Regions from separate parts of the Sus scrofa genome. Here regions 2 and 3 are each linked to region 1. The links are chromatin contacts, called in public Hi-C maps. All regions are on one chromosome and are shown on one strand. The core of a region is the stretch at or near the end of the contact, and the rest is flanking DNA. Distances in the headings are between cores, read along the strand shown.

Region 1 (3,628 bases), core at 468-2,967:
TCCTTCGAAATATCTGACATTTTAAAATTTAGTCATCGGCAAAATTCAATTTTGTTTTTTCGCTGAAATACGAAAACACTCAAACGTTAAGTTAATGTAAGCGAGTACAACTATGTTAACTTTAATTCTTTCATAAACAAAACCATTCATCTTCCCATTAAGTGCATTAGGTTTGCCCCTAGGACGGCACAGGGTAATGTAACACTCCCACGAACCCACCTCCCAGCACTGTAAACCCACACGGTTCCTGTTAGTCGACAGTCTCCTAAGCTCAGCCTTTATAAGCAAAAAGAAACGCGTCAATCAACAAGAGTACTTTTTGTTTCCACTTCTCAACAGTGCAGGACCAAGGCTCAATCAATAATGTGTTTTACTAGCTTTTAAAAGTCCAATGATGTAATACTACTAAATACTCGGTACGAAGAGTCCTGGCACATTCATTACAAGTGGCAAAATCGAGTCAGCCTAGATTTGTGACAATTCCAAAACGTGTTCATATTTCTGCCTGCCATCCTTGTTCACCCAGACGTTTCAGAAAGCTCACAGCAAATCCTAATCGAGTCTTCCCTCGACCGGATACTGCGGCTGTGCTCTTGGAAATAGCAAGCTAGTACCCACTGCATTAACCACCCGTGTCACCGAGCCAAGATCCCCGTTTTCCTGGCCACCTCGGTATCTGTAGGGACATCCGTCCTCAGCGCTGCCCACGGCCACTGACGTTTTCAGAAGCTCCAAGACACCAGTGCTCAGAGACTGCTAGCAAAGAGGAAGAGCTCTTCGCCACTTCGAGCCACCTTGCTACATTTTCCCAACTTCTCCATCGTCTTTAATCATGTAGAAAACACAGCCCGACGAGAAAAACCGTATTAGAAGCAGTACTTCCCACACGAGGGCCAGCAGAACCCCCAACTTGGCCAAAGCCACGTCCCCGCACCGCGGCTTTTCAACCGTCCCCCGCCAGCAACCTTCACCCCACGCCTGCAGCCTTTCCGATTAAAAAAGATTGGAAACCACAAGTAAATCAAAGGGTGTCGTAACTCTTATCCTTCACTTACCATATCCGCCGGGACATTACTGGACATCTTGCCGTTTGAGATAGACCCAGATACTGGCGAAGAAAAAAAAAAAAAAAATCAAAAAAGACGAACCAAAAAGAGAAGTCTTCGGGCTACGGAAATCAACCTTCGGGATCCTGAACGGTTCGAGCTGTGCTTTCCAAAAAAAAATAAGTTCTCTCGGAGCCCAAGTGCCGGCCTGGCCGAGGTTCCGAGCGAAGAGGAACAGTCGCCGGGAGCCGAGCGGCCGGAGCGGGAGGGAACTCTCGGGGTGGCAGCGGCAGCCCCGCCGCCGTCGTCGTCGTCAGCAGCCGCCGCAGCAACAGCAGCCGCCCCAGGACCGGCCGCGCCAGGTGGACCGAGCCGAGTGACACACGGACATGGAGCGGGGTGGGAGGGGGTTAAATCGCCTGCCTCCTCTCCCAGCCCGGCAGTGATTCACACTTGCTCCCGAGTCAAGTCCTCATTAAGCAGGAGGCGAATGCCCCGGCGCCGAGGTACACAGATAACTATGTGGCTACACATGGACGCGTCCCCCGGCGGGCGGCGCGGGGAAACAGCTCAGCTCGCGCGGCCGGGGCTGCGAGCCGGGCCGCGGAAACCCGCGCTCAAGGGCATTTAACTCGTTGGGAGCCGCAGCGCAAGCCCGGGCCGGGCAGCCGAGCGGCGAACCGGGGGCGCGGGGAGATGAGGCGGGCTGGAGACCCCACGGCCCGTCGGGGCTCAGGCCGCGGGCGCCTCGGGGCAGCCGCGGGGCTCGGGGCGCATCGCCTCCGGCTTCTCGGCGCTCCTCTGCCGCCTCCGCCTCCCCCGTCTCCGCCTTCCCCTCCCCTCCCCGGCCTCGCGAGCTCCCCGCGACGCCGACTTCGGCTGGTCCCCGGAAGAGGCCGGGTCCTTCCTCTCAGCCCGGGAAGGGTTTCCTCTCAGAGCTCTGTCTCTCCGCCTCCTCCTCCACTTTTCAGTCCCCGGCGCCGCAGCCGCCCCCAGTCATCGGCCCTCAAGCCAACATGGCGGCGGCGGCGGCGGCGGCTGCCCGAGCGCGAGTCTGCGACTCGGAGAAAGCACGGGCCCCCTTCGCGGCCGCCGCCCCCGCCCTGGCCCTCACGCTCCCTCTCCCCCTCCCGCTCCGCGGACACTAAGTGCGTCACCACCAAGACCACCCTCGAGCATCACGGGAAGTGTAGTCTACGCGCTGAGGCCCCCGAACGCCTCCTCGCGGGACTCCGAAGCCACGCCTCTCTTAGCAACAGTTGCTAGGAGAGGAAAGCTCGCTTTAGCCGAGCGACTGCGCACGAGCTAGGTGATACCTGCTACTGGGAGTGCTGTGATCCTGCAAATTATTGGGGGAAAATCACTCTGCACAGAGAAATTCCTTCATGCACACTACACATGCAGAGTTAAAATATGGTTTACCTCCAAGCGGAATCATTCATTTTAACGACAGTACGCTCTCCACATCCTGCAATCTCAAAGCATTCTGTATAGTGATTTCATCTTGGTCTCTCCTCAACCAGACATTTGGAAGATCAGAAGCAATCATTGATTTCCAATAAGGTCATAGAAGTTCAACAACAGTAAGGATATCATTAAGCAGGGAGAATGTTTGAACATTGTTTCTTGAAGACCCAGGGCCATAAAGCTACAATCTAGTTAATTGAAATTACCAAAAACTGTATTAGATACAACAATATATGAACCCAAAACTGTATTACAAACAGTAGTTTCTAATCTCTATCAGGAAATAGCTACTACGAACCACATGGGGCTTACCAGGCTAGCCCTGAAATGCTATTTCAATTCAAAATGTAATTGAAAACGTCTACACCTGCCCGTGGTTAGCAAACAGCACAAAATAATACCATTTGTGAGAGAGCTAGATGCAGACAAGATCTCCCCCAGATTTAGGAACAGAACGCAGAGACCACAAATGTCTATCTGACTCTCCACTTACATCTCTCAGTGCTCCGAGTATTTTAGGCAGGGTTGCCTCAATAAGACACCTGTACAAAAATGCCAATGGATTTAGAGTCTGAAAGCCTCCTCTCTAACCGACAGCTCTGTGATTTCACCTGTAAAACAGTCTTGCCTACCTTCCAGGGGTAAAGTAGGGGCAGCTGCGAGGATGAGTTCATGCATGGAAAATAAATCACTTGGTAAATAATACTGCATCATCTGATGTGACACTTTACTACTGATTTATTCCTCAAACATGCCAGACACTCTGCTAGGCACTGGGAGTTTAAAAATGAGTAACCCAGGCGCTGTCCTCCATTGTCTAGGAGCCTCTGTCATTCCCCACGGCAATCGCTCCAGTCAGGTGTGTCTCATCAGGATGGCAACTCACAGGATGTGTCGTGTACCTGCCTCTTGAATAGTCTGGCTGGAGAAATCCCAAGCACTTCTTGGGGCCTACATCATCCTGCGGCACGTTAGGGTGGTGACCACGGAGGAAGAGGGTAGATCGAATCCCCAAGAGACCAAAAGACAGAAGAAAAGAGACCCAAAGCTGCCCCAATTAGCTTCAGGACTTGGTCTAGATATGTCTGAGTCTGTAACTGTAAGATTTTCCTTGG
Region 2 (3,887 bases), core at 66-2,565, 160 kb after region 1:
TAGATCCAAGTCATTTACATCATATTTAAATATACTTCTATATCTTAGTCACCATTTATACCCTGCCAGCCCCGAAGGTTCATTTTCCACCACTGCTAGAAATTTAATGGGCAAGTCTGAAGAGATCTGTCTTCAAGAAATAATGCAACAGAAGCTGAAGCCACCAGGTACAAAGATGATTGTCGGAGCGTAATTGCCATTCCCCAACTGGAGACAAAGAAACTTTATTTATTCAGCTAATATTTACTGAGCACCTTTTATCTGTAGGGCATTCTGCTAGGGGCTGGGGACACAGGTACAAAATCTTTGTAGTCCCTGTTTGCAAAGAGCCCACATGCCCAACTGGTGAATGTTTTCATGAATTATATTAACATGTTGGCATAACATGCAGGCATTAAATGGTAATTAAGAAAGATGCATTTAAAATTCATAGAGATTAATTTAGAATGGCATTTACGCTATATTAGAGCTCTTTGAAATATGCATGCTTGTTGACTTTTGTCCATTTTGCGCACTTCTGTATGCCTGGCACATAATATATGCTCCATGAGAACATCTCGAACTCAATGAATGCACTGAAGAATGAAAGGTTTTAAGCAAAATCAAAAAATAAAAAGCAAAAACGAAGACCACTCTCATACTTGGGCAATGGAATCGTGACTACATTTTCCAAAATGTTCTTTGATACAGTTGTTACTATAGTTTGTTGAAAATAAGTCAATAAATTAAAAAAGAGAAGAGAATGAAATATACCAAGGGAATGAAAATTTTAAAGAAATTCAAAATAAAAAACTTGGAGTCTGGAGTTCCCTGGTGGCTCAGTGGCTTAAGGATCCAGTATTGTGCTGCTATAGCTCTAGTTAGTGCTGTGGCCCAGATTCAGTCCCTGGCCTGGGAAACTCTACATGCTGTGAGGGTGGCCAAAAAAAAAAAAAAAAAAAACTCTGAGCCTGGGATGTCCCCAGGGTTGAGAGGCTGTGAGCCATGGCTGTTCTTGTCTATTCTTCAATCTTGCCCAGGGTTCGAGGCAGCAGCCAAATGGGAGGCTATTGGTCTAAACCAAGAACATGAGAGGTGGCAAAGGAGGATCCTAGTGGCAAGAATTTCTCATCCTGTTTGCCAGATTCTCCCAACCAGCATTGCACCAGCTCTGGTCCCCTTTCTCTCCATGCGTTTCCAGAAAGAGTGCGACATGTTAGCCCACATTCGGGTGACTTCTGGATATCTTTAGAAAAGCTTATTTGTACAGAGTTCAGTCCAGAGGACAGAGTTCAGAGTTTTCTGAGACAGGAAAACAAGAGTTCTGCCTCTTTTGACAAACTACGTCCATGCAGATCAAACCCCAGGTGAACTCAGTGCCAGCTCCTCCCTCTCACTCCCCGCAACGTAACAGAAGCAGTCCGCTCCCAAACCTCATAGATTCCACCGAAAAATGTCTCGACTCCTTCCACACTCTCCACCCCGCAGCCCGGGTTGAGACAGGCCCAGAAACGCTTGCCTGGATTCCTGCAACGCCCCCTGCTGGTCTCATTGCTTTTCCCCTTGGCCTCCCTGATGCACGCTCTGCACAGTAGCCAGAGACCGTTTTAAAAACTCAACTCAGGTCATGTCGATCCTGCTTCCAGTCACCTTCAGTGATGCCCATTTCACTTAGGGCACCGTATAGAATCCATAACAAGGACTCCAAGGGCCCCCATGTCCTTGCCGGACCCTCCCTCACTTCACTGATGACATTGGCCTTCTTTCAAGACCCCAGTAAGTCAAGCTCTTTCATGCCTCAGGGCCTTTGCACATGCTCGTCTTCTTGCCTGCACTGTCCTCTCCACTCTCTGCCCGGTTAAGAGATACTCAGTTTTCAGCTCTCTGGAAAGTCATCTTTGAGGGGCCCCTTCTAACCTCTTCCTATAGGTTAGAGACCACTGCTATTTACTCAGCCCTTTCTTTTCATCCAATATTCTCGATAACAGACACTTGTCATTTATCTGTGTGATTATTTGCTATCGGTTTAACGTCTGTCTCTCCCATTAGCCCATCACTTCTAGGAGCACCAAGACCACGTCTTTTTTGCCCCTCGCTCTATCCCCACCCCGAGCCTAGCGAGGTGCCCAGGCCATGGTGAACCCTCAGCATGTGTCTACCAAACGAATGATCCAATGAACCAACCCTGTCATCACTTTAACCGTAAGAAATATTTCCTCGTTACGCCCTTCGTCTATTGAAGCCAAATTTATTCAAGAGTCACATAATGAAGAGTAACTGAAACACACAATAATGTGTTTGTTATCATGGACGATGTAGTCCAAGGACATACTTCTTGCTTTGACAGTTTATTTCTAGATGTAGAAGCATCGCAGGCAATCAGAGATGGCCCAGGGTGCCAGATAACGGATTGCCTTGGAAACGTCATTAAATACTTTATAAATTAGGCAATTTCAGGCTGTGAGGATACAGGCATACTCAGTTTGTCTCAGGAAATGGAAGTCTATCAGTTAGAATTCTTAATATTGTATGTGACAGAGGACCCATCTCAAAGCGCCTTAAACAACAGAGAGGATTTATTGCCTTCATAACGGAAAAGTCTGGAGACAAGGCTGTTTTTCATCAGGAGAGGCTTGATGCTGGGGCTTAGTGATGTCACCGGGGCCACTTCCTCTCTGCCTCTGATCTGCTCTCCACATGAGGCTTTGTCCTGAGGCTGCACCCCGCCACCTAGGTTCTCATTTCATGAAAGCAAAAGGGCTGCAGCTGTCCAGACCTCACGACCTCATTCCCACCCCACCCCCGAAATAGAGAAGAGAGCGCCTTTCTTCCAGAAGCTCCAGAGAAACTGACAGCTCAGCAGAAGCACAGGGCAAGCTGGTGCCTAAAGCCCACCCCAGCTCCTCCCCCACAGACTTAGTATATTTGGTAGATAGCCTGAGAATCTGTCATTTTTGATTTTTTTTGTTTTTATACAGAAAATGCTAATGGAAGAACCAAAATTGTTCCATCATTCCACCATCCAGAAGACACGTCTCAGAATTTTCCAGTAAAAGTAACCAATGCACAAAGTACGAAAATCCAATAATATAGAATGGAGGGGTAAAACTTCTCTTCCTGGAGTTCCTGTCCTGGTTCAGCAGAAATGAATCTGACTAGCAGCCAAAAGGACACAGGTTCGATCCCTGGCCTCGCTCAGTGGGTGAAGGATCCGGTGTTGCTGTGAGCTGTGGTGTAGCTCGCAGACACGGCTCAGATCCCGCGTTGCTGTGGCTGTGGTGTACGGTGGCGGCTGCAGCTCCGATTCAACCCCTAGCCTGGGAACCTCCATATGCCACAGGTGTGGCCCTAAAAAAAAAAAAAGACAAAAATAAATAAAGTAAAATAACTTCTCTTCCCATCCCTTCCCCCAAAGGTGTCACCACTGTTATCACTCTCTTGACTATTTTCCATTTTAAAAAGAATGTGTGCATTTTCAAAACTACATATGTATCTTTTTTTTATAACTTTATGGAAAAGGGATTATGTGATTTGTATCCTTCTGCTTCTTGCTTTTTTCACTACACAGTGTAACGCAGAGACTGTGCTGTCTCAGCGAATGCAGTTCCTCCTAAAGCCATTTAAAATATGTAAGAAAGGGACCCCTGTTTATTTAACCCCTTCTCTACTGATTTAGGTTGTTTGTCACACAAACAGCACTGCAGTGACCTTCTCTTGTGGGTGATGACCCAGAACCAGTTTCTGGAAGGGGTGCCTGGGCCAAAAATGACCCCCTTTTCGGGAGTTCCCTGGTGGGCTAGTGGTTAGGATTTGGTGCTTTCACCACCACGGCCTGGGTTTCAATCCCCCAGCAAGCCACTGCAGGCCACAGCCAAAAAACAAAAACAAAAAAAGAGAAGTTAACCCAC
Region 3 (4,121 bases), core at 147-2,646, 160 kb before region 1:
GATTACGATAAATCCCAAATAAATTATAATTCAAATTAAACACAATTAGGAAATGCAGCCAGAGGCCAACATAACAGTTCTCCTGGTCACATTTTAAAGAGCTTATTTAGGGGGAAAAAAGGTGAGCTCTGGCAAGTGTATTTTTTCTGCCAGAAGGCACTTGTCCGGCTAGCCTAATCAAGTTACACAGGACTCTATCTGGTTCCCACAGCCACCAAAAAGGGGAAGGAGCGAAAATAGCACGCGGTAGTAGTACTACAGAGACTGCTGCTGTGTACACACAGGTTTTAGAATGACGGCGTGACCTGCCTGGCCTGGGGAGTTTTCTGCTACGTAGAAAGGAACACAGGGAAAATAGGTTGCCTTGGTGAAGCCGGAAGAACTTCGTTCCCCTCCAACCCATCTGGAAGTATTGAACCACCCAGCCTTTAAGGGCCCAATTGGGTCACAAGGAAGCCCACCCGGGCCGGGGGGGGAGGGGGGAACTTCCCTTAAATAACCCAGGGGAATGCAGATGAGAGGTGCAGGCCAGCCGGCCGCGTCCGGGGTCCAGGGAGGTGGGCGCCGCGGCCGGCGTGCGGCGTGGGCGGCGCCGGCCCGGCCGGCCACCTGCCGCAGGACCACCCTCCAGCCACCCGGCGGGCTTCCGACCCGCGGCCGATGACACATCGTGGACCTCGTGGCGGGGCGGGGTGCTCCGCTCCGCGCCATGTAAGGGAAGGTCTCCGGATGCCTGCCGGGCCCGTGCCTGCTCCCCGCCCCCTGCCCACCGCGACCACCCCTACGTCCCCGCGCCCGGGTGCCCGACAGGGAGCGCGGGGTCGGCATCCCCTAAGCGCCAGGTCGCCCACGTTTACTCACTTGGTGTTGCATCATGCACCACGCCGCGCCTTCAGGGAACCAAAATGGACTCCGTGGCAGAGACAACCGCATGGGCACCGGCCCGCGTGCGGCACCAGCCACCCGGCCCCCGCCCATCCAAAGGGATACCAACGCCCCTGCCCGGGACCCGCGCCGCCCTCCTGCGGCCCCACGCGGCGCCGGGATTCCCCCGCAAGGTGACCCGGAGCGGGGCAGCTGCCCCGGCGCCGGCGGAGGCCGGGCACTTACCCGGCTGGCTGGCGGGCGGCGGGATGCGGGCAAGACCCGGACTGGACCCACGCACGAGCGGCCGAACTGACGGACGTTCAGATGGAAGCGTGGCCGGACTGACGGACGCTCGGGCGGAGATGCGGCGCACGGGGAGCAGCAGCGCGAGTGGGAGCTCGGGTAACGGACGCCCGGCAGCCGCAGGCCCCGCTGGCAGCTGACTGGCCGATCACACCTGCCCGCGCCGACTGAATGGAGAGTCGAAGGCGGGCGGGATTCGGCGCCGGTTTCATCAGCCGCGCCCCGCGCCCCCGGCCGCCCCCGGCCCTCTTGCCCGCGTCACCGCCGGGCACCAATGGCAGCGCGGCGCGGTGGCGGCTCCGGCCCGGGCGGCGGGAGGGGTGGGGCGGGGGGCGGGGCGCGGCGTCTTCGCGCGCCCCGCGCCCCAACCTGGGATTCCCCCGCGGTGGGCGGTGCCTGCCGCCGCCGAGGCGGTCGCCCCGCCCATTTGTTGCCATTCTCTCCGCCAATCCCAGCGCGCCGCCCGACCGCATCCTCCGGTCCCCGCAGCTACCACCGCAGGCCCGGCCCTCGTGGCCCCTGGACGCCCTCCGGACCGGTGCTAGCCAGCGGCCAGTTTGCTTCTTAGACTAAGAGACGGGGGGGGGGCCGCTTCAAGGGTTGTTGTTTTTTTAATTATTATAAATCTTCGTTCTTTATCATTGGAATATTTTATTCCTCTTCCCTTATTTTCATAAATAACTTACCTTGCCCCTCTTCGGGAAGGGCCGGAAGCCTGAGCCTGCCTGTGCCCTGGCGGTAGGACGAGCACCTGGCTGGCGGGCAAGTCACAGCGACTACTTCCGGAGCTACTCCCCCAGAGGTGGCAGAAACTGTAGCAGGAGTCCACAGTGCTTATCTCACAGGCTCCGTCATTGCTGTCTCTCTTTGCTCCAAAAAACCAAGCAAGAACCACAGTCTTTAGAGATCCAGTAACCTGTGACATGAGAGGTAAGTAGGTGATAGATTAATCCTGCCAGCCTCCTCTGTAACTTTGTAGGAAAACAGGAAAAACGATAGCCCGTTGTCCACTCCTTTGAATCCCCTCCACACCTCCTGCCCGCTTCCGCACCCCTCAGATTTCCTTGGTCAGTGATGGGGGCTCATTGTCAGCCACTGGGTTTGGCACTCTTGGAATTACAGTAGCAGTTTGTAAAGCCTATAATTGCAGGGTGCTGGCTTCAGAAAACGTTTTAATGAACACACAGAAATGGGCTAGTATTTGCAAGACACTTTGAACAATGCTTGACCTTATAATAAAGAACTATATATGCCTTATTTTAAAACAATGAGTTTCAGCAGTATATCATTTCAACCGATGAATTGATGTTCTCAAGTTGCTTTCAGAAGGTCTCCTGTGGAGGCTTTTCCTGAACCCCACACAGCTTCCTCAACCCTCTGACCCAGCCAGCCGTCACAGTATCTCACCTTAGGAAGCCTGGTGTGATTCAAGGCCCACCAACTTCGTCTTTGCACTTGATCTGGATTTGAATCTGAATTCTACCACTTCAATCGCGGTGTGGTTTTCTGCAAGCTATTTCACCCTGTTGGGAGATTATAAATTTCATATTCTTATCAAAATATCCCTCAGTGCTCAAAATATGACTGCAGGATTTTCTTTAAAAGACTCTTGGAGGTAAAGTAGAGTGTGGTAGATTATAATGCTCTGCGTGGGCAACACGGAGAGGGAACACGGAGTTAATATCTGTAAATTCGGCCAGCAAGTGTTCCGAGCCCTGCTGGGCAGATGGGTAGAGCTTAACCAAGGAGGCTTTCAGCAGTCCCACCCAGCAGGATTCGCCTTCAGAAAGACCATAGGAGGCTCTCCCTGACAAGGCCTGGAAGCAGCAACGTCCTGGCAGAAAAAATTCAGTGTGAACCAGGAAAAATAATATGATACCCAAGGTCTCAGCAAAAAGTTAGGAAAATAGAAAAAGCTGAAAGAAAAAAAAGAAAGAAAGAAAGAAAAGCCTTGGCTGAGTGTTCTAAGTTACGCTAAATTTCAGGCAGGTTAGAATTCACACTGTAGGTCTAGAGGGATCATGAGTGACCGGCAACCTCAATGAGAATCAAAGGGCAATGGAGCCGCGATGCCAAAGACAATTAAGGAAAGGAGACGCTGGAATTTAGACCCTAAAAGCACTTGTGTGTGTCCTCTTTTAAGACATACTGTATGATGCCAACTTCTGGTAAAAGCAAAATCATGGAGACAGTAAAATGATCTGTGGTTGCCAGAGGCTTGTGGGGGAAAGGGGCAGAGGGGTGAATAGGTAGCACATGGAGGATTTTTAGGGCGGCGAAACTGCTCAGTGGTGCTGCACGGGGGATAAATAAGGCATATATTTGTCCAAATCCATAGACCATCCAACCCAAAGACTAACCCTTAATGTAAACGATGGAATTTAGCTAATAATAGCATGTCAACCATTGATTCATCAAGTGTAGCAAATATACCATAATAATTCAGGAGGTTAATACTGGGGGAGACTGGGTAGGGGGCAGGGTGTATATGGGAACTCTCCATACTTTCCCCTCAGTTTTTCTGTGACTCTAAAACTGCTTGTAGAATGTATTATATTAACATAGAAATACATACACACGTAAAGAACCTGGCAGAAATTTACATAGAGCAAGTACCCAGTTAACCACAGTTCTGGTCAAGCAGATCGAGGCAATGGGTCCACCCCTAGTCTAAAGTGTTTCCAGGCAGTGTTCTCGTGGGCGAGGCGTGTGGCTCTAGGGTCAGAGAACACGGCTTCGGCTCCTGGCCGTGCACCTTCTAAGCCGCATACGCCCGGGCGCGTTATTTCAGCTTTCTCCAGAGTTCACTTTCCTCATGCTCTAAGACAGGGATTGTCGTACCGGGCTGAACAAATGACCACGTTCTTATAAAATACCAAGCACCGTACCTGCCACATAACAGATGCCCAGAGAACATCGGGATTAGCTCTGGCGCCAGGCTGGTGTCATTT

Evidence for each region. Hi-C and Micro-C count contacts between places; a contact is called where the count stands out from the background.
Region 2: a contact with region 1 is called in a Hi-C map of liver, with 4 times the contacts expected there. The contact joins the enhancer-like site here to the promoter of LOC102165571 in region 1. A contact is called at or near these places in 3 of 5 promoter capture datasets (fetal skeletal muscle and liver), 9 of 47 Hi-C or Micro-C datasets (blood, embryonic fibroblasts, fetal heart ventricle and 5 more) and 2 of 2 datasets of contacts at active chromatin or transcription factors (alveolar macrophages and skeletal muscle).
Region 3: a Hi-C map of embryonic fibroblasts shows a contact between it and region 1, with 1.9 times the contacts expected there. The contact joins the promoter of SLC7A1 here to the promoter of LOC102165571 in region 1. A contact is called at or near these places in 1 of 47 Hi-C or Micro-C datasets (embryonic fibroblasts) and 1 of 2 datasets of contacts at active chromatin or transcription factors (alveolar macrophages).

Annotation. Positions count from the first base shown.
Region 1 is chr11:6,761,427-6,765,054 of Sscrofa11.1, forward strand. It overlaps LOC102165571 (formin-like protein 3), which reads left to right and starts at 1,718. Exons shown (of 2, transcript XM_005668309.3): 1 at 1,718-3,628. The coding sequence starts at 1,743. The coding sequence ends at 2,312. It overlaps UBL3 (ubiquitin-like protein 3), which reads right to left and starts at 2,186. Exons shown (of 5, transcript XM_003130919.4): 1 at 1,056-2,186. The coding sequence starts at 1,082.
Region 2 is chr11:6,918,241-6,922,127 of Sscrofa11.1, forward strand. All of the region lies in intron 2 of LOC106505250 (a long non-coding RNA gene), which reads right to left. Among named protein-coding and RNA genes, the nearest start is that of KATNAL1, 140 kb to the right of the region's middle. Within about 2 kb of position 1,316, at least 2 of the 83 cell types and tissues checked have an H3K27ac peak or open chromatin away from gene starts, as enhancers often do. A contact at or near this core is called in liver, where this site is marked.
Region 3 is chr11:6,603,258-6,607,378 of Sscrofa11.1, forward strand. It overlaps SLC7A1 (solute carrier family 7 (cationic amino acid transporter, y+ system), member 1), which reads right to left and starts at 1,397. Exons shown (of 13, transcript NM_001012613.1): 1 at 1,111-1,397.